Linked DNA regions of Sus scrofa: all the other regions are linked to region 3. Evidence: chromatin contacts called from public Hi-C data. All regions are on one chromosome and are shown on one strand. The core of a region is the stretch at or near the end of the contact, and the rest is flanking DNA. Distances in the headings are between cores, read along the strand shown.

Region 1 (4,854 bases), core at 2,335-4,834, 400 kb before region 3:
TTTGTTCCTTTTGCTTGTCACCAAAGAACCTTGACATATAGCCCCAGAAAAGGCTAGAAAGACAAATATCGACCGAGATGTAACAATAAGTCTAAAGCCTCTTGTTCAAGGACAAGTCTTGGACTTTGAAAAGAATTAGGATGGTTAGTGAGGCTGGAGTATGGTGAGTGAATGGGCACATGGCTCAAGGTGAGGTTGAGAGGGACTAAATTAATCTTAATTGTGCACCAAGCCCAGGCCAAGCACATAATACATAACGTCTCATATCATCTCATATCAGCAATAAGAGGAAAGTTCTATTCTTAAGTAACTGGCCACCTCCCCCCGCCCCCACACACACAGAGTACCCATTTAAGGGAAAATAAAATTGAAACTCAGGGACCACTGTTTCCTGCTGACTTGGAATTCGATCCAGCTCTATTTTCCTCCAAAGCTTGTCCTCCTAACACATCTGCTGTGTGGCCAGTGGAAGATTTACAACTTAGAGAATAGAGTACAGGGAGAATGATAAGGCGGATATGCATGGATGAATAAATAGCCTCGTTGGAAAGACCCAATACTATTACGGAGCCCTAAAACTCACTTTACAAAAAAAAGACCACATTCAAGGGTGGGATATGACCACATTCAAGGGTAAGAGAAAGAATATGGAATTTCCAGGGCCACTGATGCGGGTTGGATTCGAAATTACTCCTATGACATGTGTGATCTCAGACTTGAGATTTTCTCATTTTCTCATCTCTAAAATGGGGGGTGAGGAGCCCCAGGTCTCTGTTGTAAGGTTTGACCATGATACTTGTAAATTGGATGGTGCTTGGTGGGTATCAAAATGTCACCAATCATCCTAGATTTTAAGAATAATTACAGTAACACCCAAGGCTGCAGAGACTCAATAGAGTGGGGAGGGGGAAGAAAAGTGGGAAAAAGGAGAAGAAACCTGCTAGAATGGGCAGAAGGGACACAAGAAAGAAGAAACTGCTGGAGGGAGGGAGCTTGGGCAGCAGGCACAAAGAACATCAGGTCTGATGCTGGATGATTTTGAAGTCTCCATGCAGAAGGCTACTCTGGAGCCTGAAGCAGCTCCTGGTGCCACTGCCCCTGCAGGAGCGATGCCAGCCCCGTGCAACCCAGCCCCGTGACCTTGTGAAGGATCAGTCATTCTTGCTTAGAGGTTAGAGCCCCTGTAACCCCCATGAAACCAGTTCCCAAACTATCCTATGCTCCCTTTGCAAAGACAAAAGGCAGCATTCCCCCTCCTAAATGAATCCTCTTTAGTCCCCTACAAGTGCCAACAGCACTCTGAGTCCTTTTTTTCTTTTCTTTTCTTTTTTTTTTTTTTTTAAGGGCCATTCTTTTACAGCATATGGATATTCCCAAGCTAGAGGTTGAATTGAAGCTGCAGCTGCCGGCCGACGCCACAGGCACAGCAACACCGGGTCTGAACCACATCTGGCCTACACTGTAGCTTGCAGTAGCACCAAATCCTTAGACCACTGAGAGAGGCCAGGGATCCAACCCACATCCTTATGGACACTCTGGCAGGTTCTTAACCCACTGAACCCCAGCGGGAACTCCTGCTCACTGAATTCTTGGTGGCCATGGGGCTCAGCCTCCCAAGGTAGCCTGGCTGCCCTGAGCTGCCGAAGGAACTGGAGGAGGGCAGGAAGGACATTCCCTGGGGGCAGTGTCACCCACAGGAAGACTTCAGTCTCCAAGTTTCCATTTCTGCGCAGCACCTGATGAAAGGAACTCATTTCCAAACCCTATCACCCAGGAAGGAGGCCAGCAACAGATGAAAAGAATTACACAACTTTCCCAAGTCATTGAAAGCGTGGCCAACAGTGCTAGAAGTCCCGGGTATGAAGTTTCCAGACAAGGAAGAAAAATGGACCAAAGGGAATTTCTTTTTTAAAAAGGAAGTGAATCTGTATTGAGATAATTCAGCAGAGAGATGACTCTGGCGAAGCCTGGCTCTGGTTCCTTGCCATCATCTTCTCCTCCGTGGCCTTATTGAAAATTCCTCCTCTCTCTCCCTCTGGGCTCCCCCATCCCCACGTCAGGGCGGGCCCCCTTTCTACGAAGAAAATAGAGGTTGCAATGTTTGGCATATTAATTCAGAGCATATGGTCCAAAATATTGTTTGCTATGGCTCGTGGGCTTATGATATTTAATTTAAAATAGTTTTTCCTAAATAAAAAGAGACTTTCTACAGATGGCCATTAAAAGCAAACCGTTTTGGCTGCTCAGCATTGTTAAAATACAATGTTTTTAAAGCATTTTATAGCGCGTTGGCCCTTTGGCAAGAATGGGGTGTTCCGAAAGTATGGGGGCTTGGCACGATGACCAGATGGCCCTGCTGCAGTGGTCAGCAGCCTTATTCTGGGGACGATTTTTATCTCCGTAAGCTCGATTTCCTGGTGTGTAGAAAATGTCCTTTGTCAGACCTGAAGTTGTATTCTGATCTGAGAAAGTCCGACCCCTGGGATCAAGCGGCTGAAAGGGATGGCCACAAAGGCTTGATGACGTCATTTCTCGTTAAATCCGAACAGATTGTTTCCACAGCAAATGCGCAGCAAGCCCAAGGCCAGGTGTTCCCGCATTTTCCATGTCACCTCCAGGGTTAGTGGGAGGACTAGGGGGCTTTCGTTTTCTTTTTGGTCCTCTTTTAACAATCATCTGAGGTTGAGGACGGCTGCGGAAAGGGTGAGCTGGTACTTTCAAAGCTTGGGGGGTCCATGGACAAGTGAAATATGGCGGGGCGACACCAAGCAGGTGAGGGGTGGTTCTGCTGTTCTTGGTAACGGAGCTTCCTCAGAGCGGTTACAAAATACAGATAACTTCTGATTCCTCTCACGGGAGGGGGGGGCACACCATGAATTATGTCAAACCAGCTTGATTTCTTCAACCCATTCATTTTAAACTTCAGAAGATGGCAGCAGACCCAATGAGGCAGAGCCCACGAAGTGGCGTCACCATGAAACACACAAGGGACAATGACAAGGAGAAGAATCAAGGTGCTAACTTATAAGCTCTGCTCTGAGTGGGGGCCATGCTGCACAGCCCTGGTCTCCTTCTTCCATCCTCCTCTCGCAACCAGCCCCAGACAATATCCTTCGCTGGAATATGATCAGGAGAGAGCAGGTACCTCGGGCTCCAATCTGTTGAGTCAGTTGTTATGATGCAATGTCAGCCGCTAAAGACTTTTGTTGGGAAAGCCGATACTGGAGAAATGGTTTCGTATTAGATCGGGATAGAAAAGAAAGCTGATAGCAGTTTCTAGATTGTCAGTAATCCTTTCTTAAGAGTGGCCAAAGAGAAACAGCCCACTTCCTGTTGGAGGCTCAGAGAAATGTAGAGGTACCAGAACAATTGTTTTCAACGCAGTCCCGTCTGTAATTAGCCATGCACCAACCATGGCGCGGTTTGTTTTTCTAGTTCAGTAACCTTTAACAACACTTGTAATCAGTTGGGTTTTAAAAAGAGGGGGTGAGGGCAGGGGAAAGAGTTACCTTACACCCAGCACAGAGCTTCGGGAGAAACACTCACTGCTGGACACACCTTTCTGCCAGGGTGGCTTTCTGTGCCTTTGTTTGAAGGGATATAAACAAAGCTTAGGGGAACAGAGGAGCAATCTTGCAGTCCCATAGGGTAACTTTATAGGGGAAGCTGTCTCCTTTATCCTTGGAGTGAGGGATTGGGTTTGCAGGCAGCCTGAGGACTGCAACCCTGCCTTTTGGGGCGCTTTGGGGACAGTTATTTACCTGGTGTGCACCTGGATGTCAGTTACTTCAATGGGATACAAACCCGCCAGGGCTTGAGAGAGTCAGAATATGTATCTGGCAGAATTAACAAAACTAGAAAACACCTTTGCTGATGCAGGCAAGACCCCCCACAGGGGCCTTTGCAATTCAACTCCAGAAAATTCTTCAGAGGGGTAATCAATTAACACATGCTGAGGTGAGCAGGAAGGTAAATATTGATTTGTAAAGTTCCTATCTCAGTGGCTGTCTCTCAATGAACTCACGGGGATTGACCCCTCTTAACCAGGCATTAAAATTAAAGAAAAAAGAGACGAAGGGTTTTTTTCCCTGTTCAAAAGATTTTTTTTCCTGTTAATAAAAAGCACTACATGTCGTATAAACAAATTCGGACGTGTAGATAATAGAAAAAGAAAAACCCAAAGCATCCATCATCTCAGCATTAGCTACTGTTCACTGTCGTGACACTGCGAACTTGAAAAGCCAACAAACGAATCATTTCTAACAAAAATCAGGGCAAGAATACATACTATTTTGTCATCTACTTTTGTCATCTTTGAGTCCTTATTGTGGCCATTACTTGCAATTGATAAATTTGCATCTACATCATTTTTAATGGTGGCCTCCTATTGGGTCAAAAGATATACAAAAGCTTATTTTATCAATCTTTTTTTTTTTTTAAGACATTCAGATGGCTTCTATCTTTTTTATGTGTTGTAAACTGCTTCAGTAAACCACCTTCTGGGCAAATATTTACATTAAGTGTTATTGTTGCTGGTGCTCCCATCATGGCTCAGTGGTTAACGAACCCGACTAGTATTCATGAGGATGCAAGTTCCATCCCTGGCCTCTCTCAGTGGGTTAAGGATCTGGCGTTGCCATGAGCTGTGGTGTAGGTCAAAAACACACGGCTTGGGTCCTGTGTTGCTGTGACTGTGGTGTAGGCCGGCAGCTGTAGCTCCAATTGGACCCCTAGCCTAGGAACCTTCATATGCCGCAGGTGCAGCCCTAAAGAGACAAAAGACAAAAACAAACAAAAAAAAAAGTGTTATTGTTGCTTTTCAAGAGGAATAAGTTGGTGATGCTTTAGAAAATG
Region 2 (4,250 bases), core at 1,206-3,705, 420 kb before region 3:
CAATCTGTGATGCTGTCTTCAAAGCATCTTCCTGCCAGGGCCTATCTGCCCAGTGGCCACTTAGGGATTTGGGTGTAAGGTGTTCTAGGCAGACCAAGACTTTCATCCCAACAGCCTAACAGCTGACCTGGAATTCTACCATTCGAGTGCAGTTACTTTGGATTATGAAGGCTTTCAAAAATCAGGTTTCCCTTGTTAAAATGAAAGTACCCATTTCATCACTTGAGATCAGCTTAGGTGGAAAGGGGGAAAGACGGCCAAGTCCTGGTGGGAATAAGCTGATCAGGGGACAGAGACAAAGTCTTCAATTTGTCTCAAGATAGTGAACGAGATGGATTTTCCCTAGGTCCCTGGCTCTCCCTGACTGTAAGAACCTCTCTGGCAAATCAGTCCTACCCCTTAGTTGTTCCAATAAAAAAAAAAAATGGCAATAGCGTTTGTCTTAAAAGAAAAGAAAAAAAAAAATCAAATCATGAGATGCTTCCTGGAAATCGCTAGCCCCAGTAACATGGTCCCTGGGAATGGCAGCTTAGCATACTGGTTAAGAATTGAATAGCTCCAGGTTTGTTTCTTGACTCTACCAGCTAAAAGCTTTGTGCCTTGGAAAAATCCATACTAAGATCTCAGAGTCATACTTTCTTTACTCGTAAAATGGAGATGTATCTGTTAGCTATTGGGCTATAACAAACTGCCCCAAGATGCGGGGGCTTAAAACAGTAGTTATTTATTTTCACACGGCTGAGGGTCAGCTGTGGTGGCTTTGCTTCCCACTGCTTTCTGTGGGTGAGTACTGGTGGCTCTGCTCTTTTTATCTCTCAGTGTCTTTCTGGGACCAACAGACTAGCTGGTTCTTTCTAGAATGATGGTGGGAGTGTCAACAGGGCCGGAGGAAACATGTGTGACTTCTCAAGACCTGGGCTCAGACTGGCGCTTCCAACTGTCTATCATTGGCCCAAACAAGGATGTGGCCACACCTCAAGTCAAGGGGTAAATTCTGCCCCCAGTGAGGCTATAGCAAGAGTATGGAGGAAGCAAGGAGTCAAGAAAGTTATCATAGGGACAGTAAAAGTACTTTCTCACTGCATCCTTCTGACAGTTGGTTAAGAAAGTGCATATATTTGTGCTGTCTGTGCCCGCTTAGAACAGCAGGGTATACCTAGAGGTGGGTATACTTGGGGACCTCTCCTGGGTGAAGCAGCAATGATGGATTAAGCAGCAATGAGGGTTTCCCTTGTCGATTTGGGCAGTTGTTACAGAAGGCGTCTCCTGGAGGTGAGGACCTGTGTGGTCTTCCCGCATCCATCAGTTTCTGGCTTCCACGTACAGTAGTGACCCTCATCTCACACATAAAAAGAAGCAAATGGATTTGATTAGCAAATACTCGCATCTGCATCCTAATGGACGTCTCTGGGACTTCCTCATTTCAGAAAATTCCGTTTTAATACACAGCACAGTAGTTAAAAGAATGCGCTCTCCCATCGGCCGTCCAAACCCTCCCAAACCAGAGAGAAACATCCACCATTTTCCCGTCAGCTCCGTCAGCAGGATCTAGACCTCCGTGTCCAGGCCCAGGCTAGAAGTTCCTCTTCCTGCATTTGATTCATGCCGTGAATCAAAACACTTAAAATAGGAGGCAAAATGCCCCCAGCGGTGCCCAGTCCAGATGTCCTTACGCCATGGACCTGCCTACTTCTTGCCAGGACCCCCGAGCAGCGAAGCCCACTCTGAGGCTGCTGCATCTGAACTCAATTGCAGCCAAGGAGGCCACCATTTGACCAGCTAAAAAGTCTGACCAGTTGGCACATTGCTGTCTCCAAATGAGCCGGCAGGAAATGGGGTTTCCTAAAACTTGGTTTTAAAGCACTTACAACAGGAAACCATTTCCCATGCATGTTAGATCTCTCTAATGACTGACTAACGAGAAACAGGCTATCTTAATACTCTGCCCCAAGCCATTACAAATGGCTTTCTTTCCAGACTTCATTAGAATATTTACTGCGATTTGGATAGAAGACTTTTGACACTGCAGTCATAAAATTTACAGGGGACTTTTTTTTTTTTCAGTCTAAGAAGAGACTTGGAAGAAATGGGGAAACTCCTCGGCTCCCCCAGCTACCATCTCCTTCATTAGTGGTCTTCAAGTCCTGTGACCTCTAGTTAAGAAAATAAACATCCCTGGGATAGTCCAATAAATTGCCTTCAGAAAAAAAACAGCCTTCGTCAACGCTCGCCTCTTCTGTATATATGTGGCAAGAAAGAGAAAATGCACAGTGTGGGTCCGTCTGTGCTAAACACTGTTGAGGTTGTTACTAAATCGTGGCAACCACGTTGGGAACAAGCAAGATCATCATCCCTGGCTCACCTTTGAATAAACGTGGGGCCAAAGTTACCAGAAGTCACACAGCGAGTGAGTGACAGAGCTTGGAATGGATCCACGTTGATCCAGTTGAAACACAGCTCCTCTAATATCTCCCTCACTGCTTACGCCTACCCTCAAACAGACCCAGTCTACACAGGCAGCAGCTGCTCTGTGCAAAAGAGCTGTGGACTCACTTTTACCTTGTTTTGAATTTCATGCATCTAGTGCCTTCCTGAAAATCATCAACCAGCGTCCAACAAAATTGACATTAAGTCTCTACCCAGAGAAAAGTCATCCTGGGATCCTGTGCAGTAATATTTGTAGTCATGCAATATTCAGTGGCAGTGGTGGCTGCCAAGTAGGATGACAACCCAAGGCAAGGAAACGTAAAGCCGGGTGAGTGAAAGGGAGGCCGTATCTTCAGGAAAGCGGGTTGGGAAGAGACACTGATTTTGACGGTGTGGTCAGGGAAGAATTCTGATGAGAGAGCGTTTGTGGAGAGACCTGAATCAGCAGAGGCAGAGAAAAGCTATGAAATGTTTTGGAGGACTGTTCTAGAGTGAATGAACAGGAAGGATTGGGGCTCCACAGTTGAAATGTGTGGCCCAGGGATCTCTGATGGTGTCTCTGTAGTCGAAGGTTGCATTGATAATCTGAAGTATTCCACGTTCTCTACGTAGGCTATGTCAACACACCGGCATTCATTCATCCTATGGTGTGTCCCACGTCAGAGACCTGTTCAGTGAATCTCACATTAGTGCCTTGGTTTCTGTCCCAGGATGTTGGGAGAAGGCTTCTCCACTCTCAGTAATGCTCTGTGGAACACCTCTTTCTCTAGGATGCTCTGTGTATTTAGAGACAAGAGAAAGGTGATCACTCCTAAAAACAATGTGCTTTCTCTCAGTAAGTAATAAAGAGCAATTGATCCATCATGTTTCTCCATTTCTGCCTTGATTCCTAGGAAGCTCAACATTAAATTGAGTATTCGATTCGGCAAAGTTAGCCTTTAAGACTTTTGAAGAGTTCTAACGCTTAATCTTATATCTACTTTTTATTGCAAGCATCCTCTAGTCCTTTTGGAACTGGTGTGTAAATAGCACATATACATAAAATAATATAAGGCAAGAACATAAGTATTAATTTACCTTAAAAAAATAACATTTGTGAATAGCCCACTGGATACTTTTTCCGTTTACATGGAGGCCAACCACGCAACTCGCTTGGATCAGAAAAAGAATCTATTTCGCAGATTCATAAGCTAAGGCCCCCATGAATGAATGAACCAATGAATCACATTTTCTGGTATCCACATCCTTATGTAGCTTCCTCTCACGTGAACACTGCGTTCGGCCATGTGACTTTTCTTTAGCCACTGGGACATCGGCAAATATGCTTCAAGCAGATGCTCGATAAGCTATCACAGCTATTAGGATTTGCCCTCTTGAAATGTGGCTCCCACCATGTGAGACAGCCAGGTCCAGCCTCACTGACGATAAAAGACCACATAGAATGACCCAACTCATAGCTTTCCCGGTTGAGCCCACCCCACACTGATTCTTCAGCTTCATGAGTGAGCCCAAGCAATGGGAATTAACAGATCCTCATTTCAAGCCTCGAAGTTTTAGAGGATCTTGTTACATAGCAATAGATGACAGATACATGTGTCTGAAGTCTTCTTTTAAGGCTAAAATTCTAGACAATTCTTACTAAGTATCTGAGTCCAGCAATCGCTTATATGCCTTAGAACACTGAGTGTCCTTGCAGGACTTATCTTGCCAGGAAGTAAGACATACCAACAAAAACACCTATTTGCCTATCTTCTGAGAGCCTACTACATCTAAGGAATCTCTTTTGAGCTACGGGTGACATTGATAAAAAACTATATAATCAC
Region 3 (4,704 bases), core at 1,381-3,880:
GGCCACTTCATTAGCTCTCAGCTCAAATGTCACCGCCTCCAAGAGGCCTTCCAGGACTACTCAGTCCAAAAGAAAACTTTTTCTCATATTCTCTCTCTCTCTTTCCTTTTCTTCTCTTTCTTTCTTTCCTTCCTTCTTTCTTTCTTTCTTTCTTTCTTTCTTTCTTTCTTTCTTCCCTTCCTTCCTTCCTTCCTTCCTTCCTTCTTTCTTTCTTTCTTTCTTTCTTTCCGGCTGCACCCACAGCATATGGAAGTTCCCAGGCTAGGGGTGGGATAGGAGCTGTAGCCACTGACCACAGCCACAGCCACCCCGGATCCGAGCGACGTCTGCCAGCTATACCACAGCTCACCACAACACGGGATCCCCCACCCACGGAGCAAGGCCAGGGATTGAACCCGCATCCTCATGGATACTGGTCAGCTTCATTACCACTGCACTACCACGGGAACTCCCTCACATCCTCTCTCTTGGACACATCGCTATGTTTTATTACCATCACAGCTCGTATCACTGTCTGGAATTATCTTGTCCATGTATATGTTTATTGATTTATTGTGCATCTTCCATGAAAGCAGGGACTCAGCCTGCCCTGTCTCCCACTGAATTCTACCCATTTCAGTGCCAGGGTATGGAATGAATGATTGAATGAATGAAGGAGTATATCCAGGTTGAGAAGCAAGGTGTAAAACAAAATAAACCATGTCATGAATTCTGGCCTTAGAAGCTCTGCAGAGTGAAGCCGATGTGAAGGTTTTATGAGCAAAAGTATCAGATGAGTAGGAAAGGAATTGCTATACTTCCTTCAGGGTGTATAAAGAAAATTAAATTAGGAATAGAGGATGGCAGCCTGTTTGCAGCTTTTTGTTCAGATATCATGAACATGCTGTATAATGCAAGACTCCTTTTCCTTTTTCTGTGTCTGCTTTAAAATTATAAAAATACAAAAAAAAATAAAATTATAAAAATACATGGTCATGGTAGACAGTTTGCAAAAAAGGAAAAATTTAAATAAGGAAAGATATGCTGCATTATTCTATCACCCACAGATAACCATGGTTTTCATTATTTTAAGGTATTTCTAAGGGTGTTTGCCCTTTAGAACATTTTCAATATTTAAAAATGCATGTGTCTTATAAAATATACACATGGCCATAATATGGTCATGGTTTGCTTTTTTATTTTATTAAAAAAAAATTTTTTTTTGTCTTTTGTCTTTTGAGGGCCGCACCCGAGGCATACGGAGGTTCCCAGGCTAGGGGTTGAATCCGAGCTGTAGCCACCGGCCTACACCACAGCCACAGCAACGCAGGATCTGAGCCATGTCTGCAACCTACACCACAGCTCACAGCAACGCCGGATCCTTAATCCACTGAGTGAAGCCAGGGATCAAACCCGAAACCTTGCGGTTCCTAATTGGATTCGTTTCCAATGCGCCACGACGGGAACTCCATGCTCTTTTATTATTAAACGTTGTAAGATGAGCATATCCTCACGCCTAAAAAATGTCTTCAAAGACATCTTTTAGGAGTTCACTTGTGGTGCCATGGGCTAAGGATCCAGTGTTGTCATTGCAGGGGCTTGGGTCACCACGGTGGTATGGGTTCGATCCCTGGCCTGAGAACTTCCACATGCCACGGGCATGGTCAAAACAAAACAAAACAAAAAACCTTAAAATACCATATTTTAATGGCTGTTTAATAGTCCATTAAATGGATGGAAATACATAATTTCTTTTTTTTTCATTCCCTTGTCCAGAATGCACTCTAACTTTGGGCGAGCGCTCTTTGAAGTGGAAAAGAAATATCTAATGAATGAATGTTCCCCTTGATGACAATGGCAGTTCCCAACTGGGGGCGATTTTTGCCCTCAGGAGACATTTTTGTTTGTTGCCACAGAGGTGGCCGGTGTGTGTGCTATTGGCACCTGGTGGGGAGAGGCCAGGGTTGCTGCTAAACATCCTACAGCTCACAGGACAGTCCCCACAACAAAAAGAATGATCCAGCCAGGAGGTCGATAGTGCTGAGGTTGAGAAACACTGTCCAGGCCAGTGTCAGGGTTAATATTCAACGACCACTTAAAATTCAAATTAGCATTCTACCATAAAAGTACAGGACTTTGCCCTGGAATTTTGTTAGAGCAATAAGAACCCGAGTTGCTAGCATCTGGAATGACTGATATTTAACTTCCAACGTTTTTATTTTAGTTGGACATTGTAAAGGACAAAGGGATGTGAAATGAGTAATTATATATTTCTTAAGATGTTCTTAAGGTGAGCCCTAAAAGTTTATCTTCACTGGGATGCATACTTCCATGGAGACACTGAGGCTGGGAGAGGGTACAGTCCAGGCTGTTATCCGGCTCAGCAGAGAAGTGATTGGGTTGATATTGAAAGAGAGTTTCAGAATTCCAAAAGGGGTTTTGATGGGCATTTAGTTCAAGTCACATATTTCGGATCCTCTATCTCTGCGCCTTTTCTGGAATGGAGGTTTTCCTCCTGTCCTGTTTTGCAATCAGTGAAAACTCATTGGGGAATTCCATGTGTCGTAAGCCGAAACATCAACGCCAACCCCCTTCTCCTCTGTTGAGAAATGCGCGTGTCCCTTTTATCCCAGCTTTCCATCTTTGGGACTTTACCCGACCTTCGCAGAGACAATTGTTAGAGAGACAATATGTTATGACACATCCTGGAGGATGATCCAAATACCATGGGTTCAATTCAGAACAAAGGAATGTTGGCCACTCTTTTTCTTCTACCCACATTCTTTCTGGGGTTCATGGTGAATGGAAGGGGAGTTGAACTTGGGAAGGTTTGGCATTGTGTTTCGGATATCGAAAGATGAAATGAAGACCCTTCCCTAGGAGGTGCCCAGTAAGAGATGGAAAACAATGGCATGCGGCTTCGCTTTCTGAGCTGTGATGATGGAAATGCGATCTTTCGTGAGTGCAGACTCAGAATTTAGAGCAGTGAGTGTGGGCGGAGGTCAGTGATTCACGCCTCAGGATCGATGTTTGTGCCTCTGACCTGGATCCCTACCGCTTGCTGCACTTGTTGGCAGACTTAACCTTCTGCAGAATTTTATGTGGCTTCTCTGCAGAGCCTCAGACCTGCGGTGAGCCATCAGGGGATCTGTGCTTGCCTGTCAGATCCTCTTCCAGGAGGAAGACATCGCCCTCTCCTCATCTGCTCTCCCCAGGGTTGGCTGTAGACATGAAGCCTCTCTGGGCTCTCTACGGCTAATGACACAGTGTATCATTTGGGAGGCCCAGGAGAAGGGGGGCGGGGGGGGGGCAGGACCGGGAAGATGGAAGCTCAGAACTGCAAGACAATTTAAAATAAGCAATCAGGGGCTGCAAGAGAGGATGCTGGCTATCAAAGAAGTACCAGAATAAAAGAGATGGATGGGAAGTCAATTCCTAGATCTCTCTCTTTTAGGTGATGGGCAGTCTTTTTTCTTTTTCTGCTCTCGGTCGGCAACCTTTGGTTTCCAAATGCTCGTTTTCTTTCTAATTTTCCATTAAAATATTGATTCAGCTGCTGAAAATGATACAGGCAATGCTCTCAAGAGTTGCAGGGCTGTAGAAAGGCAGGCGCCCTCCTCACTAGCAAGAGATACACATCTGCAGATACGAATGCACCCAAACATGCAGGCGGCAGCACAGAACACGCGCACACACATGCACGCTCACCCACACTTGCATACAGTCTGGAGACTGCTGTACACTTAGGCAGTGTGACAAATGTGATTTGCTCATATTTAACTGAATCCAAGATTCCAATCATTGGGGCTGCAATGGCTCCACAGGGTGCAGGTGGTAAGAACGGCAAGTTGAAAGGAAAAAACTTCAAAATATGGACAAACATACTTCCTACCACAGAATGCCTCCAAAGAATGACTCCAACTCAGGGAAAAGCCAAGAGATGGGATCTTGATTTATTATTTCTTTTCTTTCTTTTTTTTTTGGTCTTTTTGCCTTTTCTAGGGCTGCACCCGCGGCATATGGAGGTTCCCAGGCTAAGGGTCTAATCGGAGCTGTAACTGCCAGCCTACGCCAGAGCCACAGCAACTCGGGATCCGAGCCGCATCTGTGACCTACACCACAGCTCACGGCAACACCGGATCCTTAACCCACTGAGCGAGGCCAGGGATTGAACCCGCAACCTCATGGTTCCTAGTCGGATTCGTTAACCACTGAGCCAGGAACTCTTTGATTATTATTTCAATCAATTTCATCTTTGCACAAATACTTAGGCAGTATCTCTCTGCCTGCCAGATGCCACGGTGATGCCTGGTGAATGTGACATCAGCATTGCCCTCAAGAATTAGGAGGTTCACATAGTTGCAGCATAAGTTATCCTGTCTTGGTTCAAAATGACTTTTTTTTTTTTCCTTTTTAGGGCCGCTCCTGCAGCATATGGAAGTTCCCAGGCTGGGGGACCAATGGAGCAGCTGCCAGCCTATATACCACAGCCACTGCAACACTGGATCCTTCACCCACTGAGCGAGGCCAGGGGTCGAACCCACATCTTCATGGATAGTAGTTGGGTTCTTAACCCACTGAGCCACAAGGGGAACTCCTAACTTTAATTCCAAATGCAAGTATAGGAATTGGCACCTAAGGAATCTTAGGTGCCAGTTGTGGGTGACACTTTTTTACTCTCCCATGGACCATCGGATCTGTGAGTTGGAGTCTCTGTGGAGACAA

What was found. Hi-C and Micro-C count contacts between places; a contact is called where the count stands out from the background.
Region 1: a Hi-C map of liver shows a contact between it and region 3, with 2.4 times the contacts expected there. The contact joins two enhancer-like sites. A contact is called at or near these places in 2 of 47 Hi-C or Micro-C datasets (liver and skeletal muscle).
Region 2: a Hi-C map of liver shows a contact between it and region 3, with 9 times the contacts expected there. The contact joins two enhancer-like sites. A contact is called at or near these places in 3 of 47 Hi-C or Micro-C datasets (liver and skeletal muscle).

Annotation. Positions count from the first base shown.
Region 1 is chr6:33,365,642-33,370,495 of Sscrofa11.1, forward strand. No RefSeq gene overlaps it. Among named protein-coding and RNA genes, the nearest start is that of SALL1, 360 kb to the right of the region's middle. Within about 2 kb of position 3,585, at least 6 of the 83 cell types and tissues checked have an H3K27ac peak or open chromatin away from gene starts, as enhancers often do. A contact at or near this core is called in liver, where this site is marked.
Region 2 is chr6:33,340,551-33,344,800 of Sscrofa11.1, forward strand. No RefSeq gene overlaps it. Among named protein-coding and RNA genes, the nearest start is that of SALL1, 390 kb to the right of the region's middle. Within about 2 kb of position 2,456, at least 1 of the 83 cell types and tissues checked has an H3K27ac peak or open chromatin away from gene starts, as enhancers often do. A contact at or near this core is called in liver, where this site is marked.
Region 3 is chr6:33,762,766-33,767,469 of Sscrofa11.1, forward strand. No RefSeq gene overlaps it. Among named protein-coding and RNA genes, the nearest start is that of SALL1, 33 kb to the left of the region's middle. Within about 2 kb of position 2,631, at least 10 of the 83 cell types and tissues checked have an H3K27ac peak or open chromatin away from gene starts, as enhancers often do. A contact at or near this core is called in liver, where this site is marked.